6 separate regions of the Mus musculus genome follow, and regions 1, 2, 3, 5 and 6 are each linked to region 4. Evidence: chromatin contacts called from public Hi-C and promoter capture Hi-C data. All regions are on one chromosome and are shown on one strand. The core of a region is the stretch at or near the end of the contact, and the rest is flanking DNA. Distances in the headings are between cores, read along the strand shown. Region 1 has its middle 79 kb from the start of Gm34044. Region 2 holds the start of Cep83os (centrosomal protein 83, opposite strand). Region 3 holds the start of Dcn (decorin). Region 4 holds the start of Eea1 (early endosome antigen 1). Region 5 holds the start of Fgd6 (FYVE, RhoGEF and PH domain containing 6). Region 6 holds the start of 4930525C09Rik (RIKEN cDNA 4930525C09 gene).

Region 1 (4,709 bases), core at 271-2,770, 1.4 Mb after region 4:
CAGTAGGTTTTATTCTTTGCCTTTTAGTTCCTTATATGCTGTGTACAACGCATTATAATTGAGTGTCATAGAAAAAGAAAGGCACAGGACGCTTCCAGTTTTGTATGTTTGCTAGATGAATATGAACAGGGGAAAAAAGTCCATTACTGGCTCCAATATGTACTTTGGAACAATACTTCACAAATAAATATGTTATGCTTTTTCTCAAACAGAAAATGTTTGGGCATTGTTAGTTTATCATGCCCAATTAGACTATAAACGTTTGTTCCTCTTTTACTCAGAAGCGGGGTTATTTTAGATGCCACACCCACACCAGGAGTAAAGGTTTCTTAAGTTTTGCTTATGTGTCCTGTACCGTGAAATCTACGCTCAAGAGGAAAACAGTGTGTTGAACTGACACTTTCCTCTGTGGTTAATATGTAAGCCACGTATTATCTGAATTGTTTTGCCAAAACACGTCTGGCTGGGTACATTACACAGGTCACTCGCATATACATATTGGAGACAATAAGGTATCCGTAACAGCGTTGTGTGCTCACTCTTTTCATCTAATTTAAAATCGCGACGTGGTTTAGGAAAAGCTCTCTTAAGTCACAATACCAAGTTATTGCAGCAACATTTGTCCTCCGTGGCACTAAATTCCCTGTATAGTAAATTGTGTTTTCGGTTGCTTTGTCCCATAGTGTTGATCATAAGCCGTACTTAAGGATTTCAAACGGCGACAGCGCCCCCTCACCCCCCCCCCCCAAACCCCTTTTTAGTCCTAAGCTAGAAGTACCTATCAAATCCTATTTCTTTCCTTAAAGACACACAGGAAAGCGCCGCGGAAGAGATTCGTCGACTGTGCAACAGCGACCCCTGGCGGCCCGATGCTCGCAAGGCCTTGAGCACCCAGAGCTGTCTCTAATCAAGTCCCTCTTTGTTTTCCATATCTGGAGAGCGACCCGGAACTGTCTTTGAGAGTGTGGGCTGTGTTTGATACCCACAATCTAAAGCTCAAAGTTTCAGGATCTTCACTACTCACGGCGTACAACTCATGGGTCTTTGTTTTCTTTTTGTGACATTTAATGAAATGAGTTTTGTAGTTGGGTTTTGTCCCTTTCTCCTTGCCAGCGAATCACAACAACAAACTTGCACATTAGTAAAAAGCCTTTGATGGCTTTTGTCTGTTTGGGAGGAGAAAATGCCTGAAAAGTAAGTAAAGGTCTCAGGGAGGTGGGGGGAAGGAAAACGAGTATTGCTTGTAGCACGAACACCCATATGATTCATCGGTAGAAGCTGAGCTCTGGCTCCATTTCTTTTGTAGATTTCCCGGCTCCCCTCACCCCACCCCCCGCTTTGTTCCGCTTCAAACCTTTCAGAGGGCTGAAATGCATTATTACCTTGTTAAATCTCTACCCAAATCATTTCTACAGCCCGAAGCTGTTTTGACGTGGGTTGAGCATCTCTCTCTCACACACATACACACAAAAGAATTGCTTTTGTTCCCAGACGCTCTCATTGGCTGAACGGCCTCCCTTTCGGGCCAATCAGAATCTAGTTGTCAGGCTTGGCAGGCTATTTTTAACCCAACACACAAAACCACTGGGTCTTGGAGGCAGTCCGCGGCAGAATGAAAGTCCCCATAGTAAAAGGCAGCAGCTGAATGTATTTTGGATGTCACGGCGTGTTTGACATTTTCTCTTTAATTCCATATACACTGTTACATTAGCATGTGCTTTTTCGTAAACAACTAACTCAGAAATGGACCTGCGTTTTCACAAGCTCTGTATTACCCTTTTAGGAAGAGAAAGCCTAAAATATATTGTATTCAGACTTGATCCAAAAACATTTCATAGTGTGTGGACGTATTAAACACACACACACACACACACACACACACACACACACACACACAGTTTCAATACGAGTGTGAAGGTGCTTTTAACAAGGGATTTTTGTAGATTTTCATTTTGGGTTGACAAAATTTTCATCAGTGACTGAATGAGAGTTACAATAATATCCATCTTTCTCCCTTACCGCATTCAATATGTATATAATTACTGCAACATGTATACACTTTATGTGTGGCATCTAAAATTATAAATACTCAGTGTGGGGTATTTTTGTGGGGGTATTTAGATAAAGCATGGTTTGCAGCATATTCAACCGATTGTTCAGTGGGGGACTTTTTTTTTTTAACCTCCCTAAATACACTTTAAGTGACAAGGCATCAAAACACATAGTTTGTAAATTATCTAACATATCCAGGAAACGAAAAGTTGCCAGATGTGAAAATACCAGGTTGTAAAGTTTGATTCACCCCCCAACCCCCGAGCCTTCCGTTTAATAGGCCAAAAAGCAGAAAAAGCTAAGTTGATCTCAAAATATATATCACAAAGCAATTTATTGGCAGAAAAATGAAACTATTTCCTGCAAAGGAAAGGGGGGGTTGTGGAGGCCTAAATAAGAAAGATGTTAAGAATCTCCCCTGGTTCTTACAAGAGATTTTTAAATTGTAGATTTGCCTAGTATTTATTTATCCAAGCTTGGCGATATGACTTTATTTGTTGTTCTTTGTTCATCTCCTGAAAAAGGCCTGTTATTTTTTGTTGCAAACCACGAAAGTGTCATTTAAACATGGTGTCAGGCAAGTGCAGAAATCCCGCAAAGGCTCCTGGGAGACATGGCTAGGATCCTATTCAAAGATGCAGGCGTTCTTCAGGAGAGAGGCTTCCATAACAAAAGTAGCCAAGGATAAGGAAAAGTTTACACAAAAGTTCTAGCAGAACTGTGGAGAACAGTCAAGATGTAGGGAAGGTGTGTACCTTGCCTTAGCAGATTTCACTGTTGGGGAGAAATGTCCCCTGCTTTTCTGATGGTGAATTTGAACGACTGTAACAATGCACCTGGAAAAGAGGCCACTCTTTCCAACAACTGTGTGAGGCACACTAGGTCAGCTTTCTAAAACCTCTATAATAGCTCCCAGGAACTTTGCTAGGTTTAGATAGGCAACCAGCTGCTAACAATTTAGTTTAATATTCATTCTTATTAGAGTCAAAGAATCTGAAAAAAACTGAGACCAGGCAAGATTCTTTTCTCTTGGCAGTGGCATATAGCACATTGAACTCCAGTAAAAATTAATCCATGACACTTTTTTGATGCTAGGCCCTCATTCTTTGGGCCGGGTCATTTTGCTCTTGACTTAATCATCTGGGAAGTGCCTTGATTTGGGTTGTTTGTTTGTTTGTTTGTGGTTTGGTTTGATTATATGCTTGTCTGGTTTAAAAGTAAATATACAACGATCATATCAATTTTTTTAAATGTGTCTTCACCTCGCAGTCTCTGGGTTTATATATAAACTCCCTAAAGGCAAAAACTATTAGAATAAAATAGGTATATTATTATTTTTTAAAGAAAATAACATTTAACCCCTCCACCCAGCATTTGTTAAGTTTTATCCAACCCTGGTGTACATTTTCTTGTCCATGGAAGTTCTCCTGGGAGAAGAAACATATGCAGGTCCCTTGCCTGAGCCTCTATGAGAATGGTAAGCAGAAAAGGACTGGATGCTGCCAGGTTCCAAACTAACCAGGTAAGAAATGGAGTTATTGTTGTCTGCAAAATGTAGATCCCTAGGCCTCCAAGATATCTTGTGATCACCTGCTGACTAAACTGTGATCATGTTAACCGAGAGATGGGTGCAGTCCCTGAACTGAAGCCCTCATGCCAATGTGTTTGTAGAACCGATAGAGTAGACCAAACCCTAGTTCTATCATGACAAAATGGGTTCTTGCTGAGGAGTGACAGTTTTCTGTGTGTTGGGTAAAATGGTGGAGAAGGATGTCTGTCAATGACAGCTGGTGTCTTCAGCTTGCTTCTCACTTCCCAGGAGTCTTGCTTCAAGCTCCCCACCTCGCCCCACCCCACCCCCGTCCATGTTCCCTTCTGGGAATGTTTCTCAGGTTCCTCCTGAGCTGCATCCCCTTTGTCACTCCTCACCCATCTCCCCAACTTGCAGTTAAGAGTAAATCCATGGGATCCTTCTCTTTCTCTTTTTATTTATTTATTTTTTTAAATTTATTTATTATATGTAAGTACATTGTAGCTGTCTTCAGACACTCCAGAAGAGGGAGTCAGATCTCATTATGGATGGTTGTGAGCCACCATGTGGTTGCTGGGATTTGAACTCTGAACCTTGGGAAGAGCAGTCGGGCGCTTGTCGCGCCCGCTCTCGACCAGCAAGAACGACGCGACCACCAGTCCTTCTAACAGCAGTTTATTCAGTCCTGATTCTTACCCGAACCCTGGGCCTCTCACTCCTTTTATACTTTCTCTCATCCACGCACCGCAGGCCACGCCCCCTCGCCAGTCACGAGGCTTCAGCTAATCAGGGCAGCAGGGGCAAATCTCCACCAAATTGGATTTACCTGTATCCTGGTACACCTGCGCAGCACTCAAGATGTTTGTGTCTTATATGAGGAAGTTAGGTGCAAGTCATATGACTTAGCTGCAGTCCCTGGCACCTTTGGGACTGCCGCCACACCCGCTCCCCACAGGTGCTCTTACCCACTGAGCCATCTCACTGACAGCAGTTTTTCTAAACAGTGTGTGTGTGTGTGTGTGTGTGTGTGTACGCAAGATCACTTCTGAACATTCCATACAACACATTCACTATTTCCTTGACTGTCATTTCTTCAATTTGATTAATTCAATGCCCTCCAGAAGGA
Region 2 (4,482 bases), core at 1,004-3,503, 1.3 Mb before region 4:
TTTTTCCTTTAAGTGCGACAGAGGACAATGCTTATATTAAGTCAGGTGTACAATTATCGCCCTCACACTAGTGGTCACAAAGGAATTGTATTTCCACAGTCCTGTTAATACTGGTCAGCAAAAGATCTGTTTGGAAGGTGGATACCTTTTCATTTGTTAATTGGGTATTTTTCTTGGAGAATGTCATATTTGGACAATTTTCTCTTTTTGTCAAAGTCTTACTTATATGCCCAAGATGACCTCAAACTCCTATCCCAGTGACTAGAGTGCTGGGATTACAAACACGTGCCACCTCTCTGTCAATTTTTATTATTTAGGTGTTGAAATTTATAAGTGATTTTTCTAAGAGCTGTATGTTGGGAATATTTTTCCTTTGCAAATGTTATGAATATATTTTTCTATGGTTCTTTTTTCAATTTTTGAGGATGCATTACAACTTTTGTTATTGTAGTTTATTTCATACTTGGATAAGGCCTTTCTAATCACAAGGTGTACTGGCTAGTTTTGTGTCAACTTGACACAGCTGGAGTTATCACAGAGAAAGGAGCTTCAGTTGGGGAAGTGCCTCCACAGAGATCCAGCTGTAAGGCATTTTCTCAATTAGTGATCAAGGGGTAGGTCCCCTTGTGGGTGGTGCCATTTCTGGGCTGGTACTCTTGGTTCTATCAGAGAGCAGGCTGAGCAAGCCAGTAAGGAACATCCCTCCATGGCCTCTGCATCAGCTCCTGCTTCCTGACCTGCTTGAGTTCCAGTCCTGGCTTCATTGGTGATGAACAGCAGGGTGGAAGTGTAAGCTGACTAAACCCTTTCCTCCCCAACTTGCTTCTTGGTCGTGATGTTTTGTCCAGGAATAGAAACCCTCACTAAGACAAATGGTTATTAATATATACACCTTGATTTTCTATTTAAAAATATTGCTATTTATACTAATCTGTGTCTTTATGTGAGTTGGTGCAGATGTTCTCAGAGGCCAAAGGCATCAGATCCTGAGAGCTGTAGTTACAGGCCAATTTGAGCAGCAGGACCTGGCTTCAGGGACCTTAATATGGGTCCTTTGGGAAAGCAGCAAGCACTTCTAAACACTGAGACATCTCACCACTGCGGATTTTCTCCTATTTTTAACGGTTTAAATGTTCATCTAGCATTTACTCTTCTCTGAGAAATAAAGTTTTTCTTCAGTTGTTAGTCATCTCTCCAGTCTTCTCCTCACTTTCCAGTGATTCTATTTTATTTAATTTATTTTATTTTTTTAACGGATATTTCCACTGGTTACAAATGATTTGATTTGATTTCAGGATCTGGGGAATCCGTAACGCCTAATTGAATTTACAGAACTAGGGATTAAGATAATCTATAAAAATGCTGCGGCACTTGATATAGGACTGTTCAGCAAATTGTTACTGTCAATGTCTCTCACACACACAGGACTTCTGCTTTCTCTATTCTGATCGTGAATGTGTCTCCCACATACCTCCTTTATATAACCTACCCATAATAGTATGCACCCTCATTTCTAGAAAAAATGGTGACAGCTCAGTTACCACTCTACCCAGAGCCCGGATCTAGTCATCTCCTGCATGTTCATGAGAGGTGAAGATAAGCTGTGCTTCATAATGCACTGTGGCGATCCAAGGCCACAGTATGGAGGCACTCAGCAAGCATGGGTATAGACGGGATGCATGTTTCTCCCATCGCCCACCCTGAAACGCGAAAAGCCTAATTTACCTTAGCTTTTAGGTCACAAATATTATCAAAGCTGTCACCAAGTGTCAATTTAGTTTGCAGCCTGGAGACCAGGAGCCCACCCTGTTATATTACCCCTAAGAGCAGGCGGGCCTACAGGATGGGCCTGGGGCAGGAAGGAGGTCCTGACCTGACTTCCCTGGTGGCAAGCTGGGGGCGACTCCGCACTCACAGGCTGACTGGGTGCCAGAGCCCGGAAAATCCGCCCAGCAGGCACGATGACAAGGCGGGCGGGAACAGAGGTGGCGGCGAAGAGCACCGTCCAAGCCCTCCGAGAAGGAAGTGTGACAAGGGCACAGAGTCCCTCAGCCCACCGGGAGTCGGGCGTGAGGTGACATCTGCCGTTCCCCGGGCTCGCGGGCTTCGGTGCGGCCCACAGGGACGTCCCAGAGTGGCATCCTCACTTTTTTTTTTCCCCCACAGCGGCAACAGCTACCCGCGTAACCGTCAGCCCGCTCCTCTCACCAACGGCTCGGACCTTGGGCGGCGCGCGGTGCTGATGACGTAGGACGGGGAGGCGGGACTTCCTGCCTCGCGCCTCGCCGGGGCTCGGGACGCGCGCGGTCCGCTCGGGAGTGGCGGACGGCGGGCTGAGGGGGCGGCGTGTCGGCCGAGGAGGGCGGGCCGCGGAGGAGGAGCCGGCCTTGCAGCCGCCGCCCTCTCAGCCCTCCGAGTTTCCCGGGCTACCTCAACCTTTCCCGAGGCGTGGGTGCCCTCGCGGACCGTCCGGCTCCTCGGTTCGCCTCCAGCCCCGCGGCGGCAGCGGCCGCTTGGACCGCTCCGGGCCCCACACCCCAGCCGGTGGGACCGTCCCGAGCCCTCGGCCCCAATGCCTGGGAGAGCAGAGCGGAGTGGGTGGCGGTGGTTGGAGCTGTGCCGGGGGCTCCCGGTGGCGAGCGCGGCTGCTGTGCTGGGGCGAGCAGCGGGGACCGTGTGTGAGTTTGGTAAGTCACCTCTCTTCTTTTTAGGCGTGCTGGGCGTCTGCTTGGAAGCCTGCGGCACTCCGCGCCCGCCCTTGGACCCGGGTTTTGTTTCCTGGTGAAGCAGTGTTAGCCGGTGTTAGGAAGGCAGGCCCTGAGATGAGTTCTGGATGCAAGGTTTTTCTTTTCTTTTTCTTTTTTAAAGCACGTGAAACTCCTTTCGGGGCTCTTTGGTGCACTGCGGCACGGTAGCCAGCGGAGTCATGGGGTTAGTGTAAAGCACCTCTAGGTTAATTGGTGGGGGAAAAGCCACGCTGTCATCATTTTCCTTGTCCTTAAAGGTAGTCATAGCAGTGAGGTTTGCGGATGTTGCTGAGGTAAGGTCTGAACTGTGGGAAGTGTATTTTGGGCTTGGTACTTTGGCAAGTTCTTAGTCCAGTTTCTGACTATGATAAAAAGACTCTTGGCTTTTTAAAAATGCCCTAGAGGGCATTTAAGTGTCTTTAAGTCTTTGCTTACCTTCTAATTATCAGACCACTTTCTTCTCGAACATGTTGAGGATCAGGCTAAATTTGTTCTGATGATTTTTTTTTAAATATGTAGTGAATTCATAATATGTTCAGGCTGTTAGTATAAAGTACTAAACTGAGATTTAAAGTACCGAGTAGGTTGTTAAAGCCGTGCTTCTGTTACCAAGCAACATCACCGTAAACAAGTCTAATATTCAACTAGAACATAAGTAAATGTGGCCTGTTAATCTGAGTTTGGAGCGAGTTGGAGCTCTTCAGATTTATGCTTTTAGTTTATAGGTGGCTACATTTGTTGCCTTTTGTAGTCAGATTTCAAATAAATTTTATCTAGAATTATTAGAACACTTTGATTGTTTTTGTTGTCACACAAGACTATGGAGAGTTGTAAATGGATTTGAGTTCTTTTTGGTTGTTACATATTCCGGAGTATGCTGGGTATTTCTCTTTGAGTATTTCTTTTCTAATGAGATAAAGTATGCAATCTGTATTTAATAATATTCTTAAATAAAAAGATTATAGCAATTTAGAGTTACATACATTTGAGAGATTGTGAAACAGTACAAGTTTTTAAGCCTTGGCTTAGCAGTAGCCTTGGTCTACATTTGTTGAACCCTTAGTGATATAACTTGAATGGTAAACTAAGTTTTTATTTTAATTTACTTTATTAAGTGTTCTGTTTGGTGGGGAAAGCATTAAAGACATGGTCTAGCTTTGTATCCCAGACTTGCTTTGAATTGGCAATTTCTCTGCTTCAGCCTCCTGAATTCCAGGACAGAATGAAAATGAGGCTATAACCGCTCCAAGGTATGGTTGAGGAGAAGAGTTTACTGTAGATGTGAAGGAGAGAACAGCCAGAGGCAACAAGAAGGGTCTAGACTGAACATGGCCAACAGAATAGACCAGGTCGTGAGAGGAGAGAGGGGGGAAAAGGAAGGAAGCAAGAGGTCCAGGAGTGGAGTGGAAAGCAGAACCTAGAGTGCAGAGAGTAAGCTAAGCCATCATGATGGTTGACTGAGGTTGTACAGGAAAGAGAAGCTGGGGGAAGGAAGCTGGAGAGGGTTAGGGGAGGGGCCCAGGAGGGAGCTGGGGAGGGTGTGCCAGCCAGGAACACTCTGTAGCAGGTACTTGTGAGTAGGGATTGAGGGAGCCTAGAGGCTAACATACATCTTGACATGCTAATAGGCATCTCAGGATTAGGTTAATGCAACAGCCTTGGGTCCTTTTTGCCAGGGATAAGAAGAATGAATGAAGTCCCTGAGGTTTTTTTCTAAATGACAAACTTTGGGAAA
Region 3 (4,955 bases), core at 381-2,880, 1.5 Mb after region 4:
GTAAGTTGAAATAAATTTGTTCTATACATTGTCTGCTTTCAAGCTCCATCTAAGACTAACCACTGAGTTACGTTTTCTATGTATTCCACAGGTGCAGAGACTGAAGCTTGGGGAGGTTAGGGGAGTTGCTTTAATTCCTAAACCTGTCATCAAAGGGAAGAACCCAGATATGAACTTTAAACCTAACAGCCCCACCAGTAAAAATTCAAACTAATTTATATGCATCTTTTGTTTCCTCTTGCCAACTTTATTCTACTTTTCTTTCCTATTTCTTTGCTTTCATCTCCTGTCTTATTCTACATTAGGCAATGACTGCTGCCACAATTTGTCCTGACTCACTAGAGTGAAGTTCAGTGTTGCTAAGAAACAAATCATCGATTAAGAAAGACAATGACTATAGTAACTGTGTTAGAGGGACTATGTGTGTTTTCTGGGAGTGAGGCAATGAGCAAGGAGTTATCGCATGTCAGAAGAAACTTATAAATACAAGCAACATTCAGAGGAGAAAGTCAATTAGTGCCAGAAGAAAGGGCATGTTCCTTACACCAATGTCAGCGAACACTTGGACTCAACAGAATCACTCAGCATGCTTCGACTCTGCAAGAATGGAGTGTGTGGAGGGAGAGGTTAAAAGACAGGCAGTTAGACTTGGGAAAGAAGTCAAAATAAGTCTAGCTACATCCTCCCCCTCCCTCAGATTCCCTCTCAAGAATTTAATTCCTTCCAGCTCCATAAAAATAAAAAAATATTTCCTGTCAAAGCATGCACTTAGGTGGGTAAAGGAAGGATAGGGGGAATCTCCTCCTTTTTCATAGATGGTGGCTTCAAGTCCCCACCTGATCAGAGCCTGGAGGCCTGAGCAGAAAAATGCGAGTCAGAACCTGGGAAGGCAAACAGAGCAACCCACAGCATCCAGAGATGGAATTATAAAATCTCCAAAAACTTTCTTCACTGCCTGAATAAACATGTTACTCAATTTGCACTTTCTTCTCCTCCCCCTGCCTATTTACTGAAATTTAAAAAGAGCCACAGAAAGTCCTAATTACATAAGGGACCCATCTATAAAAATTATTATTTTTTTCTTTACTTACAAACTAAATCTTATTGTAATCAGTGTCTAGTTTCTATGTGTTTTATTCAACAACAGCAGCAAAGAATAGACAGTAAGGAAGTTTTTGAAGCCGTAGGTAATGAAAATAATAAACAACATATTTTCCAGATTAAATTCTGGCTTTGTCCCAGAACACCATAGAAATGCATTCAAAATGCACAGAGAACTCCAGAGCACTTGAACTTCAGAGCCCAGGAGTAATTCTATGGAAGTCTAATTAGTCTTCTCTGCAGACCACATTTAAAAAAGCTTTAGGATTAATGCCATTCCATTTTCCAGACCCACACATCTCCAAAGCAAGGGGGAAAAAAGTCATTTCAGAAGGATAATAAATACTACTTACAAACAAGACTGGAAAGGGTGGAGACTGGAATGGGGTTGGGGGTGGGGAGACAAATTCTTCAGTTACAATCTTTTAGAAAAAAAAAAAAAAGACAAATTTCAAATCAAGTTGCTCCACTAGACTACAAAAGCAGTTTGGAATGCTGGGCGGATGCAAAGGGATAAAGCAAATGTGGAGGGGGAGGGAGAAGGGGGCCGATAAAGTTTCTGGCTACAATACAAGAGACGTATCATTACCATATGATCTAATGTGGGTGTCAGCTGGATGCGCTCACGCAGTGAAACCTTAGTTCTTAACTGTGCTATGGAGTAGAAGCAGGAGGTTTTCAACCCAGTGACAGTCACAGGGCAGCACCACCCCCTCCTCCTTCTTTCCACACCTGCAAACCCTTTTGCCTGGGCTGCATAGTTAGTGTTAATTACATCGCAGCTTTGAGGGCTCCTGTGGCAAATACCCGGATTAAAAGGTATGGCTTTCAATAATTGTCCTGAACTCTGCTACAGGCTAATAAAGCTTCTGTCAAGTGGAGGGCAGAAGAAAATATCTGGTGAGAAAAAGGAACGAGAAGGAAGCTGTGCTAAACTTTTAGTAATCTTTAGACAACGTTAGAAATGAATTGCTTGAAAACAGAAGTTAAGTACTCGGTAAAACAAACAAACAAAAAGGCAAAACTGTTTGAATGCATTGGTTTTGTGCTCTTGCTTCTGTTCTTGCAAATATGCTTATTAAAAACTTGTAACCTAACACCATGACTTGTCTATATTGGTAGTTTTGTGTTTGTACTGATGAAATGCTTTGCTCTTTATAAACTGTCAGCAGAAAAGCATTCGTAACTAGCATATTGCTTGTGCCTAAATTAGGTATTTAAGGGTTTCTTCTCGTGCTGTGTTCTTGCATACTTCACAATCTTTAAAACATCAGCAAGACAAGTCTCTGGCTGTAGAAATATAATGCCTACTTCTGCAACACCAGAAATGAATAGGAATTATTACCAGAAAGGTGAAAAGGAACACAGGAAATATTTATGATGTTAAAGATCTGAGATAATACAGCTGCAGAGCTCTTTGGTTATAAATGTTTCTGTCAATATTTTCGATGCAAATTAACCTTTCTTATGAGGTGCATTCACTATGAGGTGAGGGTGGGGGTTGATTCTCATTTTAACTTAAAGCAGAGTAAGCAGAGGACCACTGGTTACGTGTGCCCCAGTGTGTGACTCCAGTGATCTCTGTGCCTGTGGCTTTTTCTTCCTGCAGCTGCTTATTTTAGCAGACCTCTCCAAAAGAAACATAGGTTTTATTGTAGTTCTTGTTTGTGGACAAATGTATTTTTATTGCTTGTATTTTAATTATTCCTATTGTTACTGAAGTTTTAAATTCACCTTAAAATGAGGGATTTACAGATTCACTTCATACATACGTGTTAAGTTTTAACTCTGAAACACCTAACAACAGTATAAGTATGTTTATACAAAAGTTAACCTGGATGAAATAGCTAAGTAAATAAAGAAAGATTGTTTTGGGGCCAGACAGATTACTTTTGGTGAGACATTTCGGAACTTAAACAACTCTTTTTAGTGGAAAAATGGCTTTACAAATATTTGAGAGGAACAGTTTCTACAAGATATAGTGTTGCTTCAGTCACAACCTGTTCGTTTGTAAATTGTTTTTTGTTGTTCTAGTTGCCATTTATAACAAAAGGAAAAAAAAACAAACAAACAAAAAAACAAAACAAACAAACAAAAAAAAAAACACTGAAGAAATGTTGAGGACCAGTGACTCTTAAGATTTCTCTTAAGTTAATTGCTCTAAACACGCTGGATCTTTGAGTAGTATAAAAAATATTTTAAAAGAAATTTCATGGGAGAACTGGAAGAAAATTTATAAGCATTTTTTTAGGATAACAGAGTTCAAAAACATGCATATATGCATGCACACTTGCACATATACACACATACACACATGAGAGAGAAAGAGAGAGAGAGAGGGTATTAATGAAGTGGTATGCAGTCTGGCTGTATCAGGCTTTAGTCTAAAGGAAGATTGAGCAGAGAATTTGTCCTATTTTAACAAGGTAAACACATATAAAGAAAGATGGTGTTCCTCAGAGCCTGGGCTCAACATTTCCTTTTTAGGGTTGATAGGGAAGTCACCAGGCATGTCTGCTTTGGAGCGTAGATGACAAAGAGACATCTCCAGAAATGCTCCTTATTCTTATTAAATCTGAGATTACGTTGTTTCATTTCTTTTCTTCTCCTAAAATTACAAGGCATTAAATATGCAAGTCCAGCAAACTTGTGGTAAACCATAAACATTCTATTTTAATGTGAAGCAGTCTTCTCCTTTACTGCAATCCAAATAAACATCCCTAAACAATAACCTCCCTTTAAGAGCAGCTGAGTGGGATTGGGTTACTAGAGGACACTTGCCCTTGAACTTGGGGAGGTTGGATGAATCACAATCTTTATGATTTTTTTTTAAATTGAGAAATCACAATTATGTATGGAGTATTCTGTTTTAGACATACTGCAGTATTAGATGTAAATTAAAAATGAATGTGTGGAGTTTTTTTTTTTTTTAACTTGTGTGTGTGTGTATTTCCTAGTGTTTTTGGAAAAAGCTTCAAGGCTATACATTCTGTGTATTGTTATATGGAAACATAGTAGCGAGTAAATCCAACATATTTGCAGAGATGCAGCTCTTCTTGAGATCACGAGTCTGAAAGTGATGCCTTCAATGGTTGAGGATGACTTCTAAGAGCTGAAGAGGGATCTTAAGCCATGTCCGTTCAAAAAATAGGTGGCTTGATCTCTTTTGATTGTTCATTTTGAGTTATCTTTAATTAATATCCAAATAACTAGAAATTTGCTGTGAATATACAATTTGGGCTCTAAGACATCAGACTTGTTTGGTTTCTTGGAGCCAGCAGAATGCACTGTGTTATTAATAAACTGATGGTAGCTGAGTCACTTGTGTTCAAAATATTGTGCAAGGCATGGGTGAAGAACAAGGAATACTAAGGCACGCCCTGAGGGAGAACATCCACTAATGTTGGGGTAAACACAGAAAGCCCATTATAACATGATAAGTTCATTAAAAGAGGTCAGAATATCGTGCTTCAGATCACAGAAGCGGTAACGAGCAGCACCCTGCTCAGAGGAGAAGTGAGGGGAGACAGGGGCAGGAGACCCAGAATCTCACGTAACCTTTAAACTTCTTCAGAAGGTAGGTAATCAAAATGGCAAAGCTGTCTAAGTGTGGGGGGTTGAAGTAAAGAAAATGTCTGGGTTGAAGTGGGAGAGAGAAAATGCAGAGAATTGTATCTTTAAGTACCAATTGATACCAAATAATGTCTGGCTTCTCAACCAACTTAGGAACCATGGTTATCATTGACAGGTCAGAAGATGTCAAAAAATTGTGTCAGTAGATCTGTACAGAAGAACCTTAAATTTTATACGATGGCTTGGGCAGCAACATGGTGGAAGATGATTTGAAATAATAG
Region 4 (4,738 bases), core at 1,211-3,710:
AGTTAAGGCAATAATTAGCCTGAGCAGAAGGGCTATAGGCACTGCTATGGCTGGCAGTATACTTATTAGCTAGGAGGATCCTGAAAATGAGAAGCGGAATCATTCTTTGTTTTCCCCGATTTTGGGTTCTTTCTCTTTCTGCAATGTTTTTATGTTTTTGTTTTTTTTTTCCTTTGGAGTGTAACCAAATTATCTCTAATGATTCCCGAGTGGTTTGCGTAGAAATGACACTTTTCTCTTAACCTCCTTGTTCTGCAGTTGGTTGAGCCCCCTGCCATACTGCAAAACCACATCAGCGAATGATTCCTCCTGTTCTTCCACTGTGTTAATAGATTTTCTAATGTGGATAGACCCTGTTCTATTTGATGTCCTAGGCTTTTGAGAGAGGTTTTGCAACTGCAGAATCAGTTATACAGATTAGTAGTGGAGAACAGAACATAAATTATCACAGACTGAGGGAGTCTCCTGCCTTTCCTATCCTGGAAGAGCCCCATACTAGAAGCCTCCCTCAAGGTGAGAGTGGCAAAAGATGAGGCTCCTGGGAAGGATCATGAAAGGGAGGGTCGGGGTGTCCTGCAGCTGGCAGCCCAAGGAGGCCTGGTGTGCCTTTAAAAGAAGAGCAGGTGGGGAGGAGGCCTCCAAACGGGAGTCAGGAGGGGACTGGGGGGTCAGAGTCAGAAATAGGAGAATGATCGGGTGGTTGGGGTTGATAAGAGGATCCGCTTCAGGTGTGAGCTGGGCTCAGCAGTGGATCTGGTGACATGTATTTTTGCCTGGCTGGTGTTCTAGGTGTAGAGGGTGGCAGCATAACTCCCTTGACGGTGCTGCTAGGACCAGAGGCCAACACTTGTCCTGCACCTTAGTTTCATTTACTTTCTCTGAAACAAAAATGGTGGTGTTGGGGGAGAGATCTGGTCAGTAAGTTTTTAAATTCTGGGATTTGGGACTCCTTCAGGCCAGAATGTGGGATACTGGTCCAGGTGTCCTGGTTTATTAGAGACCACACGTTGCCCTTTGTGCATAAGAGGAAGGCTGAAGTAGCCTTCAGCAGGCCAGCCCACCTGAAGTGAAGACCAATCAAGGGTACACAAAGTAGTTAATTTTCCCGTTGAGATCTGTTCTCCAGACTCGTGAGCTTTCCTCTGGAGACTCTTAAAATGAGAGTTCATCAGATTCAAGGGGTTTTCTGGGTAGAAGAATTTTGACCCATGATTTTAAATTTCTCAAGAACAATGAACAGCACAAGCAATCTACACAATACAAAAATAGGACAAAGTTCTCAAATCTGGTAGCCCCCCCACCCCCACAATCCTGACCTAACAGCGTCCTGGAGGCCCCACCGACTCAGAAACTGACACTGCATTTAGCTTTTCCACAAGTCCCTAGGATTATTAGCTACAGATAGAGAAACCTTACCTGAGGTATTCAATGCTTTCCCCCACCCCACAATCTAGGCATCCCCAGTTCCCAGCCTTTCTGATTGCTCTCTCAGCTCCCAGGTCACTAGGTACTGTCAGTATCCCAAGTTTCACCTTGTGCAGTTTAGTCATCTAGAACCTGGCAGAGGCCTCCCAAGCACTGGAATTGCCTGGGAGAGAAACACTTATAACAGAGCAACCCCGAATGCACATTACAGAGAGTTTCTAGAGACAAAGAACACAGAAAACTCACATCCTAGCTGGCAGTTGAAGGAGGAAGCAAGCAAGTGGTTAAACAGAAGCCAAGGACACGAAGTTAGCTGGGGTATTTCTACCCCTTGCTTTTAGAACATAGTTAGGTGCTTTCCCACGGAAGGGCTAGTAAAAGTGTGTGTGTTTCAGCTTAAAACAAGGATGGCTCCAGCTGAAATAAGATGAAGAAACCTTTGCCCTGTCACAAAAGGATAAACCCAAACTTCTCTAGTTAATCCCAAACCCAGCCTCCTCCCATGTTTTATTGTTGCTCTGATTGCAATCAGAAGCAGGAAGGAAGCGGGTAACCTGGGTATGGAAAAGCAGGGGGAAGCCCAACACAGTTAAGTAAGCCTTGGTTTCTCGGGTCCACAATGGCTTGGAGTTTAGAGGTCGAATCAGCCTTTCCAGCCAAGAGGAGGATCCGGCTCGGGGTTGCTGCACTAAGAGCGCTAGCAAACTTCCATCCTAGGCTGGGGCTCAGCTGAAGTTAGCTCTAAAACCTGTTCTTCCATCCCCGTGTGGGGGACACCTCCAGGCGGGACCCGTGAGGTCCCCACGCATCTTCTCCATCAGAACACCAGGCAACCCTCAACATTCCCGAGCAGGGTCCGGCACCCAAGGTCCAAGCTCTCGGCGGAAGAAGCCAAGGCACCAGCTTCCTGTGGCCTGTCTCTCACACTAGCCCCGCTTCCGATTGGTCGAAGCCTCGGGCCGGCCCTCCCTCCGGCCCCGCCCTCCCCGCGGATGGACAGGCCGAGGAGGCGGGGCTGCAGCGGCTCCGCCCCTCGGCCCCGGGCGGGCGGGCCCGCCCAGCTGTCAGTTACGGGGGCGGCCCGGCAGGCGGGCGCTCGCTGGCTCCCTCCTCGCTGGCTCGTGCTCGTGAGCCTCTCGCCGCCTGTGGGGAAGTCGGGGCCGCCAAAGCCGCGTCCACCGCCGCCTCTTCCCCGCCCTCCTCCCTCCCGGCTCGGCTGCCGGCCCCTCGCGCCCTCCAGTCGTGAGTAACCCGCATAAGGGCGCGGAGAGTCCCCGCGGCGGCGGCGGCGGTGACGGCGGCGGCGGCGGCCGGCCAAACCATGTTTCGAAGGATCTTGCAGAGGGTAAGAGTGAAACCGTCCTTCCGGCAGCACGTGAGCGCGAGCGTCCGAGCCCGGCCGCGGGGCAGCCCGGGCTGGAGGGCGGGGGCGCTCAGAGCTCCGCTAGGCCCGGTGACAGCGTGCGCCGAGGCCTGCTGGTCCTGCCGGAGCCGGGCTGCGGGTGGGGCGGGGCGCAGGCCGGAGCCCGGAGGGCCTCCAGCCTCGGCTCCCGCGCTCGGGGCTGTCACCACGGGCTGGAGGGTGTGGTGCCCGCGCGCGCCCCTCCCCGCTCCCCGCTCCCGGCTCCGCGCCCGTGGGTGCTCGGCTGCGGGCGGCTGCGGGGCCCTTCCCTGCCCCAGCGTGCCACCACCTTCCCACGACACGCACCTGCCTGTCTGCCTCCTTACTCATCTATCTGCACGGTACAGGAGGGTCATGGGAGACCCGGCCTAGTCCTGGGACTTGAAGACGCTGAACTGCCAAAGTCGGTGGAGAAGGAAGATATTACTCACTGTTGGAAAGTTTCTTTTAAGAATTACAAGTGCATTTTCCTCTCCAAGACCCAGAACCTCATTTTAGTTATCCAGGACTAAATGGCTCAAACGGCAGATACACTCCAGTTTAGTTTCCACCAGGGCTATCTCAATGTAAAATCTGGGAAATCTTGAGGGTAAAAAGGTAAGAGCGTTGGAAAGCCGTAGATGTTTTGTTTAGGTACCAGTTCCTAGAATAACATAATTAAAATCGCTTCTAATAAGAGTTGCCTACTCAAGTGTTTTGGATAGCTTCCATTCGCTCCCTTCTGCAGCTGGTTAATGTAAAGAGATGTTACCTAGAGAGTAGGAGAATTAGTTCAAAGGACAAGAACTTACTGAATGTGTAGCATTTAGTTAAGAAATGTGCCAAGGAGGGTTGAGTCAGCCAGTACACAGGAAGGGAAGATTCTGTTTAGACAGCTTCTGTGAAACATTGAAGTCATCTGGTCATACATCAGAGGAAACATAGTTAACGTCTGCTCTGGCCCTCTGTGGGGACATTGGATTTTTTTTTTTTTCCTTTTGCAATCGTTTTTGGTAGTTTTTTTGAAACTTTGATAGAGCTGAACCTTGGTAGCAAGCAAGGGCATACCCTTTACTCTCCCCATCAGCTGCTTTGTTCAACAGCAAAGGCTTCTGTGCATGATTGATGGCTTGATTTGCTTAAGAGAACTGATTACCTTAACCTCAGGTTACACACGCACACGTGAGTGCACCCCCTCCCCCCCCATACAGTTACCCAAGAGAAAAGGAGTTTGTGGTTTGCTTTTAAGTTTATCAACAATGTTTTCTGATTTGGGAGTTGCTTCTGGTGGCAACAGTTTGGCTTTCAAAAAACATGGGTTTTTCAGTTCTGAAGACCTGGGATTGTATGACGATCATTCTTCGTATTGTTGTTTGTTTATCTGATCTAGAAGTTTCTGTCAAAATGGAAACATGGTATTTACTGTGGTTATTGCTGAAATATATTATTGAATCATCATATTTGAATACATCAGATTGACAAATGGGCTTCCCAGCCTTGGAACTAGAGATACTTGTGAGTAAGTCGTTCTATCGTAGGGGTGGCTTTGTGCATTTGTCAGTAGCTAAAGTCATCCATCCCTTCTATTGAGTAAATGATAAGCTACATTCCTTCTAATATTGTACCTGCTTCAGGCAAGCAAAACTATCTCCAGACCAAATGTTCTCTAGGGGCTAAATTGCCCCTAGTTGAGATCCACCATGGTATGTATATGTATATACATATACACATATATATGGATATATGGATATATCTATCCTTCAATAGGAAAGTTTGAAATGTCTCTCATAGTTAATGTTCTCGTCTACAGTGGAGAGCTTCAGTAGGATCCATGTATAATGCTAGGAGCTATGAAATGGTTTTTAATAAGATGTAGCCCTCCCTTTAGAACTCGGAACTTGGTTGGCGGGGTGAACATGAAAAAGTAATTAC
Region 5 (4,667 bases), core at 1,332-3,831, 1.9 Mb before region 4:
TAACTCTAGTTACAGGGGATCTCACACACTCTTCTAGTCTCCAAGAGCACCAAGCACACATGTGGTGCATAGACATCCATGCAGGCAAACTATCCATGCACATAAAATAATAAAACATAAAAGCAATGCACTGACCAACAGAAAAGAAAACAGAAGGAGAATTCATGTAAATCAATTTTTAAGAAGCTAGGCTGAGAGTACTTATTAAGCATGGGGAAGCCATGAGTTCAACCCCTAGCACCAAATTTTTAAATGCTTAATAAATCTATAAATGTAAATCTAAGAAACATAATGTTTATATTATTGTGGGACATGATGGGATACACCTATAATACCAGGAGGCTAAGATGGGAGAGTTCAAAGTTCAAGACCAGCTTGGATTCCATACTAAGACCCTTTCTATCTCCGAAAAGAAAAGGGAGTGGATGAGTGGGAACAAGATTAATGACAAAGTTAAATTTACATAAAAATAGATTCAAAACTCTGTGGTACATCTTTCACACTAGAAAACCAAACCAAACCAAAACAAAACCCCATGCAAACATAGTCACACATTTGAAACTTCCAAGATCTTTTTTTTTTTTGCTTTTATCTTTTGTAACAAAATGTTTTCTAAGATAGGGTCTCTCCTATCTCACCCTAGTCTCTAACTCACTAAGTAGCTGATACTTTGAAGTTCTTATGATGCTCTTAAAAGCACCTTTTGAGTGCTGGAATCCCAGGCACGTGTATACCACCCTATCAGGTTTGTGTGGCGCTGCCAATTGAACCAAGAGACTTGTGCATTCAAGCCAAGCGCTCTACCCATTGAACTACATCCCCAGACCAATAAAACTCTGCAAACCAAAAACACACTTATTATGTCCAGAAACCAAAGAAAGCAGGGTAAAAAAATAAAAATTTCAGCCACCTACTTTTTTCTCCTCTTTATCTCCCACATTCAATCTGTAGCCATTCCCTCAATTTCATATTAGAGATGAATATCCAAGTCAGTATTAATTTTTCTGACTTCCAAAATGTATGCCTTTGTCCTCTCTACTCAAGTCCTCATATCTAGACCCTTCATAATAGCAAAGCAGTCATATTTCCCTCCTCGATACTGTAGCTATATTAAGTCACTTTGCAACCCTCCATACTCCAGCCCCTAAAGCTGCACGTTCAGTATTGTCACCCCACCCCGATCTTTGGCATACATAAAACCCTTTTCCTGGAGTACATTTTCTCCCATCAATCTTCCTAATTTCATTCAGAGCTGAAGATTTACCTAGGGTATCACTTGCTGTGTGTAGCTTTTTAAAGTGCTATGAGTGGACAATGGGTTCCAAATTATGCTTCCACGGGCAGTTTTTAGATATCTCAATACTTCACATTCTGTACCGTACCTCACCCTCCCATTATACACCACGGGGGATTTCTTCTCTTTCTCTTGTATGAATTCCCTGAAATCTAGTTGGCTGAGGGAAAGTATGGCATACATATTCAATACATACACATACACGTTCCAGGGTGTGGGTATTGACCTGTCTGATGGGGTAAAAATGGCACTAAAGCCATTAACTAGGCTTTATTTTTTAAATTCAAGATGGCAGAGACATCTTAAAATAGTCCAACACAAAAGCATTCACATCCAGACCAGAGCTTCCATTCAGAACTGGCTACACTTAGCGCAACAGCAAGGACAAAAGAATGGAACCTAGGTGCTGAGACGCCAGAGCTCACACCATTGGCCACAGGTCTCACTTAACAGACCTTAAACCCCACATAGAAAGGCACCTGCTGCCTGCCTGCATTCCAGAGGCCACACCTTGATGATGATGATTATGATGATGATGATGACCGGAGGCACTTATGGATTAACAGGCCCGCAAAAATCAAAGATAAAAAGGGAAGGAGGTTAAGTAGTAGACAGAATATCCAGCACGTTTCGGCCCCGCCCCAACGAGGCGCAGTCCAGGGCGGTGCAGCCATAGGGTAAGAACCGATCAAGGCTCCCGCCCAGGGCCGGTCAATTGCGCCGGGTCTGGGAATTCTGGGCGAGCTCGGGGCAGAGGCCAACCACGCCAGGATCCCCTGAGCTATACCTGTCAGGCGGCTGCAGCAAGTAGGCCCCGAAACAGCGGAGGATTGGGGACCCAGGCCCGCAGGCGCCCGTCACCCTATCCCTCCCCTCTGAATCGCTTTGCCTTCTCGCTCTTCCTTTAGTCCTTCGGAAACAAAGACGGTCCACACTCCCCGCCATTTTCTCCTCACCTCAAAAACCACCTCTTCGTCAAACTCCGGTGTCATCCTTCTCCGCCATACCACCCGCCTCAGCACGATGGGAAATGAAGGCAGGAGGGCGGGCAGCACCCAGGCTTCGGCTCCTGCCCACCTCGGGGGCACTGAAAACTACAACTCCCGGCATGCATCGCGACCCACGCCCCTTTCCGACCTGCTTATTGGAGAAGAGGGTGAGCGTGTAGGCTGGAGGGGCGGGAGCGGGCGGGCGTTCCAGAGCTCCTATTGGAGAGAGCTATGGCTTTTGTCTGCCTTTTACATCCCCTGACTACTAGGGGGCGCCTGGAGCGCGGATTTTTCTCTCAAGTTGAGGTGGGGCGCGCGTCCGCGAAGCCGCTGCGATCTCCTCTCGTGCGCGCGCCTGGCGATCGTCCCGGAGCGCGGCGGAGCGGCGCTCGTGCACGTCCCCCTGTCGCTGGCCGCTAGCGCCCGGGTCCGCCGGAGGGTCGCGGGAGCCGGCGTCCGTCCTTTGTGAGGCGCTCAGGCGGTGCGGGACGGAATGTGGGCGCTGCGGGGACTTTTGTCTTCTGCTCAAACTCTGGGGAGTGTGGACTGAACGGGAGCCATGGACTGAGGGCGTGAGCCGCGCGGGGCAGTCATGACTTCTGCCGCGGGTAAGTGGCTGCGCTCGCGCCGGGCTGGGGAGTAGTCGCGGCGGGCGCCGGCGGGCTCCGGCTCCCGCTGCGTTCCCCGCGGGTGGGCGGTGCGGGACTGGCGCCGGTCGCCCGCGCCCGCTGTGGGGTCCCCGGGATGCGTCCCCCACCCCTGAGCCCAGGTGATGGGACGGCGTCGCGGAGCTTGCTCGGGTTCCGTGACTTAGGCGCTGTCGCTGCCTGTGCGCGGTGTGGGAAGCGTGGAGTCCGGTGTGGAGGAGTCAGTTATTCTAAGCTAGGACAGTTTTCCAGCGAGTTGAAGAAACTCCGCCACTAGCCCGCGTTGCTTGAAAACCTAGTATTTATTGACTGAAACTCTTCGCGCTTGTAAGGAGGGTTGGATAGAGCTGTTTGCACCCTGGTGTTTTGAGCCCTATTACCTGAGTGAGTATGGACTATTAGTTGGTAAAATAAAACAAAACCGAGTTGCCCCCTCCCCTGCACCTACCCCTCCCTGTTTTTTGCTCATCTTCACCTTTTCCTTCCTTCCTTCCTTCCTTCCTTCCTTCCTTCCTTCCTTCCTTCCTTCCTTCCTTCCTTCCTTCCTTTCTTCCTCCCCCCCCCACCCCCCTCGTACCTGGACTGTGTAAACAAAGCCCTATTTTCAGTCTGCCTCCTTTCCACTCACCCAAATGACAAAGCCTCTCCTTACCTTTGTGTGAATTTAAGCACTTTGGCTCATTGTGTTGTGACCTTTTTAAGGAACAGTTTCTAATCTTCCAAATTTGTGTCCAAGGGACAGTCTCTTTATAAGAACACAGCACATTTTCAAAGCCAGAATTTAATAAGGTATGGGATATATTAAAGGCATCTTTATCCACATCAGAAGAAACTTTGATGAGAGATTTTGTAGTAAAAGAGCGTAAGTTTCACTTCAGTTAGGTCTAGAATTAGCACTTAAGTATCAGATTAAATTTTCTTTGCTTTTTTTGGCGTTTGTTTAACATTCCTGCAACTTGAAAACTGTCAGGAGAGCACACACACTAAATGTTCTGATTTGTACTTCTAAAGCCTTGAAGGAGTCACACTGCTAGGCAAAATCCGGATTACTTCAAACAGGCAAGAAATTAGTAACAATAAGAAAGTGAGACCTTTATTCTCTTTGAAGTGATGTGCATTCATCACGTGATCATCATGCACTGAGTTATTTACAAACGTTTCTCTCAGTTTTGGGATGTGTTCCATTTAAACAACGGATCGTTTTCAGCCCAAGTTTCTGTACCCTCGCCATCGTTCAGCTTTTTAAAATGACTGAATTAATATAATTAATTTAAAATAAAAACTTAAAACTTAATAATTAAAATTTCTAGAATTCAGTCAGGAAGTTTACGATTGTTTTCTTCAAATTAATCCAGAACAAGGCTAGCTATTTTTATACTTATCAACTTTACAATTAAGGAAATCCACAGCATTTTTGTGGTATTTAAAAGAGAGACACTTCCTGTGTCTAGCTGAGTGAGTTGATTTTTTTTTTTTTTTAAGAATGGCTTGCTGAGAATCATTACTTTTTTGCTCACCGATTTGATGAGATTTATTGTAAGTTTTTGTTACATCTAGGGGGATACGGAAGAGGACTGAGGTTTCTCTTTCCTGCCCATTATATGAAGTTATACATACATTTCCTTGCTAGTCGTGTGTGTGTGTGTGGGGGGGGGTTTCATAATAATGAAATTTATTAAAGCTTTGGGGAAAATTACTAATGAAGCAGAGCGTTAGTTTTAGCCTGATCTAGTGTAG
Region 6 (5,094 bases), core at 1,043-3,542, 1.8 Mb after region 4:
AAACAAACAAAACCCAACCATGTTAGCACCTTCAGACCTGTTTGGGTACTAATAAAGTTATTTAAAGTTGCTCTTAAATCGCAAAAGTTTCCCCAGATAAATCTTAGTCTTGTACCAATATATAACTCCTTTCTAAAACCTATTTTTATCACTGCATTGATATTGAGGAGTGAATGGGGAATCCACTTCAAATGTGTAAACAAAAGCTATACTCAGGCCTAATGTGAGCAATAGAAATAAAGTGGTGCAAACATAATCTTCCCAGACCCTGTTGGTACTGCTCTCTAGATGAACTCACTGTCTGGAATGTGGAAATCATTTCCTTTTTTCTTTAACATCTGTCATTGGAATTTAGCGGCAAGGTGGTGCATTGCAGATAGAATGCTGGCTCTGTCAGCTTCCCCTAGATGGCGCTGTTTTCTAAGAAGCTACAGTCGCGTTTTGGTTTTTTGTTTTTTAAATTGTGTTCCTGTTAGCACATAAACCTTACACTAACTACTGCTTTATATCTTCATGTATGTGTGTGTGTGGGGAAGGGCTCTGTGTGTACAAATACCGAGTCACACTATGAACATGATTTTAAAGTCTTCTTTCCATTTGCTGAAACCATAAAAATGCATTTGATTTACCTTAAAAACCTCAAATATACATATAAGAAATGATATGTCAAAAGGATATACGCTGAGATTTTTGTTAATTGTGGGAAAGGCTGTGAAATTTTATACTTGGATGTGAGTTTCTGGGCTAAATGCCCAACGATCTTTTTATAAAGCATGCAGTGATTAATACTTTCTTTAGATTTACAGTGGATTTTTCTTGTTGGCCTCTCAGCCTTCAAAAGTGTTTTATTACATTACTGTGTGTGTGTTACATTATTTTGTGTGTGTGTGTGTGTGTGTGTGTGTGTGTGTGTGTGTATGAGAGGGGGGCATAGCTTGTATGTGTAGGTCAGAACACAACCTGTAGGAGTAGGTTCTTTCCTTTACCCACGTGGGTTTAAGGGGTCAGAACTGGGGTCACCTTATCAGCCAGCACATTTACCTTCTGAGCCATCTCACCACGTCCTCTAGTGTTCTTCTGTGACTCTTCATTCACGTGCTCAATTTTCTGGTTGAGTAAGGAGAGACCCTGAGGTATGTTTAGTTAGACTTTTCTATATTGAAAGGAAGAAACAATAGTATATAAAACAGCCAAGCCACTTGGAAGTAGAAGTGATGTGGAATAAAAACCTGCATAGAATTCACAAAAAGGAAAACATTTCTTTCCTTTTCATCCTCTTCTCCCTTTAATGGCCCACATCTTTGAGGTGGCTCACTCTCACCCTGTGTCTCTCCCACTTTGCTTTGTAAATTCTCCACTTCTGTTTGCCATGTTTTGACTTTCCCACTGCTCCACCTAAGTCTTTCAGGTTCAAGAGACATGGAGCTGGCCTAGAGGATGCATGGCTGTAACTTCCTCTCTTAGACCTAGTACAGAGTGCTTTGATGCATCCTATTATCCCGTGTAAAGGGGGGGGGTGGTGGGAGGAATTTGAATTAAAGTATCAGCATTATCATAGTCATTTGCAAGGAAACTTAACATGCATTACATCCCGAGCATCTAGGAACCCCAAAACCCCATTTTCTAAATGAACCATAAAAGAAACTAAGGCCTTATATCCCAGTTGAAAAGTTGGTAACTGACAATGGAGAGCTGAGAGCTATTTCCTTTGCTGCTGAAAACTCACTAGTTTTTTTGCGGTAACCAGCTTCACAGAATGAAAAGGCAGCCCCGTGTAATAACCCGTGTCTGTAATCTCAGCTCTAGAGAGGACGAAACGGGACAGTCAAAAGTTCAAGGCGCTTCTCTACCACACAGTGAACTCTAGGCTGTTCTGGAGTGGAAATGAAGGTTCTAGCTAAACGTCCTAAATAGTAAAACAAAAGCAGAATATACTAAAATGCGACCCAAGCACTTCACTGCCACGCTGTGGCTCCTTCTGCCTAGCTGTACCTTGACGTTTCCTCTGCATTCAACATAAGTGGCTGCTTCAGATTCAAAACGAAGTTTCTATAAATAGACTCTTGAAAAGGATTTGCTGTACCAACTTATACGACCCTTGCAGTGTTTCTGTCTGGTACCCTCAGCAGGGGCCTTCGTCAGGAAAGAGGGTTATCATTGTCATGTTCAGGGCAATCATGAAAACTTTGGTCTGGTTCCATTTGGAACCTTGATGGGACACCCTCCCGGTCTCTCACAAAGGCTACCTTGGCAACTGCTCAGAATGTAAAGTCCCTCAGCCCCTGCAACCTCAAGGTAGCCATCCATTCTCCCTATCTCCCTGATGTGCCGCCTCACTGCTCACTGGCACCACCGTTTCTAGCTCTTCTCTGTGAGGTATGAATCCTTCATATCAGGGTCCAGACCCAGGATCTGTGAGGGACAGCACAAAGCTCTAATGTTCTATGTAAAGGAACAGGGGAGAAAGCTTTTTATTTCTTCTGTGATTTATCTCTTAAATTAATATACACACAGACACACACACCACATATGCACACACACATATACACACACATGTGCACAAACACACATACACAGAGACACACACACTCACAGACACACATGGATTTTAACAGTGAATGCTGTGTTATATGAATGAACACAGGCAGGCAAATGCAAAGTTCTCACAGATGCCCTTGTTTGGCCCACAACTCCAGTTATCCTCACCTCACACACTCATAAAGAGAGGGAAACACACACACAGACACACACACACACACACACACAGACACACACACACACACAGACACAGAGAGAGAGAGAGAGAGAGAGAGAGAGAGAGAGAGAGAGAGACAGAGACAGAGAGACAGAGAGAGAGAGAGAGAGAGAGAGACAGAGAGAGTGAGTTTATGTCCAGGCATGTAGTGAAAGTTGGAATAGCCTTTGTTCAGGGGTGGAGGAGGCAGTGGCTCATGGAAGTGGAGGTAAGAAGGCACAGGACGGGGCAAGCTTCTATGTCCTAGGCCATTCTCCAGGGCTTTACCAGAGGATACCTTCAACACAAATTAAAAGATAAGATTGTCAGGCATTTCAAGAGAAGGTTCTCAGAGCATGAAGCCGCAGGTTCAGAGTCCAGTTTATGAGAACAATGAGGCTGTGTTTAGGGAGGACAAGTTTAAGGGGACTGAGAATAGTTATAAGCCAGGCCGGCCCCTTTCAAGATGCTTCCCTGGCACTCACACCCTCTGCTCTGCCCAGCTCTCTGTATTCCTTGATAATATGCTCCTCTGAAAACCTTGCCAGCCTTGGAAGATTCCCAAGTATGCAGTATGTGCTGTTATGCTCATGAGAACAATACCCCCCACCCCCCACCCCCATAGCCTGATGCTAACCCTTATGTGAATAAGCTGTATTCCATACTGGGTCCTTGTGTTGCTAGCCCATTGATCTTTAACTCTAATCAATAATTCTGTGATCATATACTGAGCCTTCCTGGAACAAGGATCCTTTATATCCATGGTTCTCAACTTTCCTAATTTTGTGACCTTTTAGTACAGTTCACCACAGGTTGTGGTGGCCTCCCAACCGAAAAGATAATTTTGTTGATTCCTGACAGCCTCCCCCATCTAACATCTCTGGGACTTCCTAAAGATCCCCCCAATCCCTACCCTCATGCATGATGCCAACAGTGTGGCCATGGAACCTGAAAAGCCCCACCCCCTCCTGTAGCCAGGTAGAATCTCCAGTGGAGGGATAACCCAACCAACACACAAAACTTTGACCCAAAATTTGTCCTATCTAAAAGAAATTCCGCAACAGGAACTGACAAACGGCCAACCAGTAACCAGCTCAACTTGAAACCCATCCCATGGACAAGCACCAATGCATGACATCGTTATCGATACTCTGTTATGCTTGTAAACAGGAAGCTAGCATAACTGTCCTCTAGCGGGCTCTACCTGTTGCCTGTGCTCTGGACTACTTGCTACCTGACGCCACGTGCCCTTGGGTGCTGGGGCTGAGATGGCACAGAGTCAACGACACAGACTCTGGGAACAGGTGAGAAATGCCTCAACATTTTTATTCCTTTTGAAAATTAAGTTGCCATAGATCATACCTGGTTTCATATACATCACAGCTTTAGAGTCTTGTAGTTGTTTCTTCTGTTTCTAATAGTATTATTGTGACCCAAAATTCTTAAACACATACATTGATATGTACACACACACACACACACACACACACACACACACACACACACAAACTCTTATCTCTGTGTTGCTGTGTCTCTCTCTGTCTGTCTCCTCTCCTCTCCTCTCCTCTCCTCTCCTCTCCTCTCCTCTCCTCTCCTCTCCTCTCCTCTCCTCTCCTCTTCTCTCTCTCTCTCTCTCTCTCTCTCTCTCTCTCTCTCTCTCTCTCTCTCACACACACACACACACACACACACAGAGACACTTCCATTTCCAAATGGGTAATGTTGCCTCACTAAACCTTTTCTTTGATTTTACGGAAATTCTCATACCCTTTCCTTTGGTTTTTTATGCTGTCTGCTCTTTTCCTTCACTGTTACAAGTACCAGGTCTGAACTTCATGTTATATCATTGAAACAGCTTTTTTGTAAATACTTTCCTGTGTCTTAAAACACTCCAGAAAAAAATTACAAATGCTGGGTCAAATAAAAATAGTGATTCAAAACTTTATGTATTTCATCTAGGTTTTTTTAAAAACATGATCTTCAAAATATGACCCAGTGATATGAATGTAAGTCCACATAATTTGCATGCAAGCAAAGCAAAAGAAAACAATTTGAATTATTTGTTTATGTTATCTCCTATGTTCAGTTATGTTATCTCCCATGGCTTTTGAATTTTCTTTGTAAAAAAAATTAGAATTCAAAGATCTGAAAGTGAGATTTCTGGGTCCTACCCAGAAGGTGGGAGGGTTCACATATGGCAAAGGAAACTGTATTTTAAACCAACTCTGCAGAGGATTGTGAAGGGAACATTTAGTAAAGTTTTCTGGAATTTTAATATTCTTGTTCCAACATTGCCTGATTTAGGGAAGAGTGTCTAGAAAGACAAGACTAGGTGGAAGAATCTATATTCCATTTTAGGG

What was found. Promoter capture Hi-C pulls out the DNA fragments that hold promoters and counts their contacts. A called contact is a pair of places that touch in the nucleus more often than the background predicts. Capture Hi-C pulls out chosen DNA fragments and counts their contacts.
Region 1: a Hi-C map of B cells shows a contact between it and region 4, with 8 read pairs. The contact joins the enhancer-like site here to the promoter of Eea1 in region 4. A contact is called at or near these places in 7 of 39 promoter capture datasets (the 3T3-L1 cell line, the C10 cell line, hippocampal neurons and 3 more), 1 of 15 datasets of contacts at CTCF or cohesin (large pre-B cells), 4 of 484 Hi-C or Micro-C datasets (B cells, muscle stem cells, olfactory sensory neurons and 1 more), 2 of 115 datasets of contacts at active chromatin or transcription factors (astrocytes and pro-B cells) and 2 of 9 other capture datasets (adipose tissue and liver).
Region 2: a contact with region 4 is called in a promoter capture Hi-C map of adipose tissue, with 4 times the contacts expected there. The contact joins the promoter of Cep83os here to the promoter of Eea1 in region 4. A contact is called at or near these places in 2 of 39 promoter capture datasets (erythroid cells and pre-B cells), 1 of 484 Hi-C or Micro-C datasets (rod photoreceptor), 2 of 115 datasets of contacts at active chromatin or transcription factors (the 230-238 cell line and microglia) and 1 of 9 other capture datasets (adipose tissue).
Region 3: a contact with region 4 is called in a promoter capture Hi-C map of maxillary cranial neural crest, with 4 times the contacts expected there. The contact joins the promoter of Dcn here to the promoter of Eea1 in region 4. A contact is called at or near these places in 2 of 39 promoter capture datasets (hippocampal neurons and maxillary cranial neural crest).
Region 5: a promoter capture Hi-C map of adipose tissue shows a contact between it and region 4, with 4 times the contacts expected there. The contact joins the promoter of Fgd6 here to the promoter of Eea1 in region 4. A contact is called at or near these places in 2 of 39 promoter capture datasets (liver and pre-B cells), 1 of 484 Hi-C or Micro-C datasets (uterus) and 1 of 9 other capture datasets (adipose tissue).
Region 6: a promoter capture Hi-C map of pre-B cells shows a contact between it and region 4, with 3 times the contacts expected there. The contact joins the promoter of 4930525C09Rik here to the promoter of Eea1 in region 4. A contact is called at or near these places in 3 of 39 promoter capture datasets (frontonasal cranial neural crest, hippocampal neurons and pre-B cells).

Annotation. Positions count from the first base shown.
Region 1 is chr10:97,312,286-97,316,994 of GRCm38.p6, forward strand. No RefSeq gene overlaps it. Among named protein-coding and RNA genes, the nearest start is that of Gm34044, 79 kb to the left of the region's middle. Within about 2 kb of position 1,521, at least 387 of the 459 cell types and tissues checked have an H3K27ac peak or open chromatin away from gene starts, as enhancers often do. A contact at or near this core is called in B cells, adipose tissue, astrocytes and 6 more, where this site is marked.
Region 2 is chr10:94,686,360-94,690,841 of GRCm38.p6, forward strand. Cep83os (centrosomal protein 83, opposite strand) reads right to left here and starts at 2,254. Exons shown (of 3, transcript NR_015524.1): 1 at 1,874-2,254. Cep83 (centrosomal protein 83) reads left to right here and starts at 2,431. Exons shown (of 16, transcript NM_029852.2): 1 at 2,431-2,687.
Region 3 is chr10:97,477,870-97,482,824 of GRCm38.p6, forward strand. Dcn (decorin) reads left to right here and starts at 1,631. Exons shown (of 8, transcript NM_001190451.2): 1 at 1,631-1,920.
Region 4 is chr10:95,938,203-95,942,940 of GRCm38.p6, forward strand. Eea1 (early endosome antigen 1) reads left to right here and starts at 2,461. Exons shown (of 29, transcript NM_001001932.3): 1 at 2,461-2,770. The coding sequence starts at 2,747.
Region 5 is chr10:94,033,420-94,038,086 of GRCm38.p6, forward strand. Fgd6 (FYVE, RhoGEF and PH domain containing 6) reads left to right here and starts at 2,582. Exons shown (of 21, transcript NM_053072.3): 1 at 2,582-2,891. The coding sequence starts at 2,876. Vezt (vezatin, adherens junctions transmembrane protein) reads right to left here and starts at 2,380. Exons shown (of 12, transcript NM_172538.5): 1 at 2,251-2,380. The coding sequence starts at 2,286.
Region 6 is chr10:97,712,480-97,717,573 of GRCm38.p6, forward strand. 4930525C09Rik (RIKEN cDNA 4930525C09 gene) reads left to right here and starts at 2,293. Exons shown (of 3, transcript NR_130993.1): 1 at 2,293-2,376; 2 at 3,785-4,038. All of the region lies in intron 4 of Gm10754 (predicted gene 10754), which reads right to left.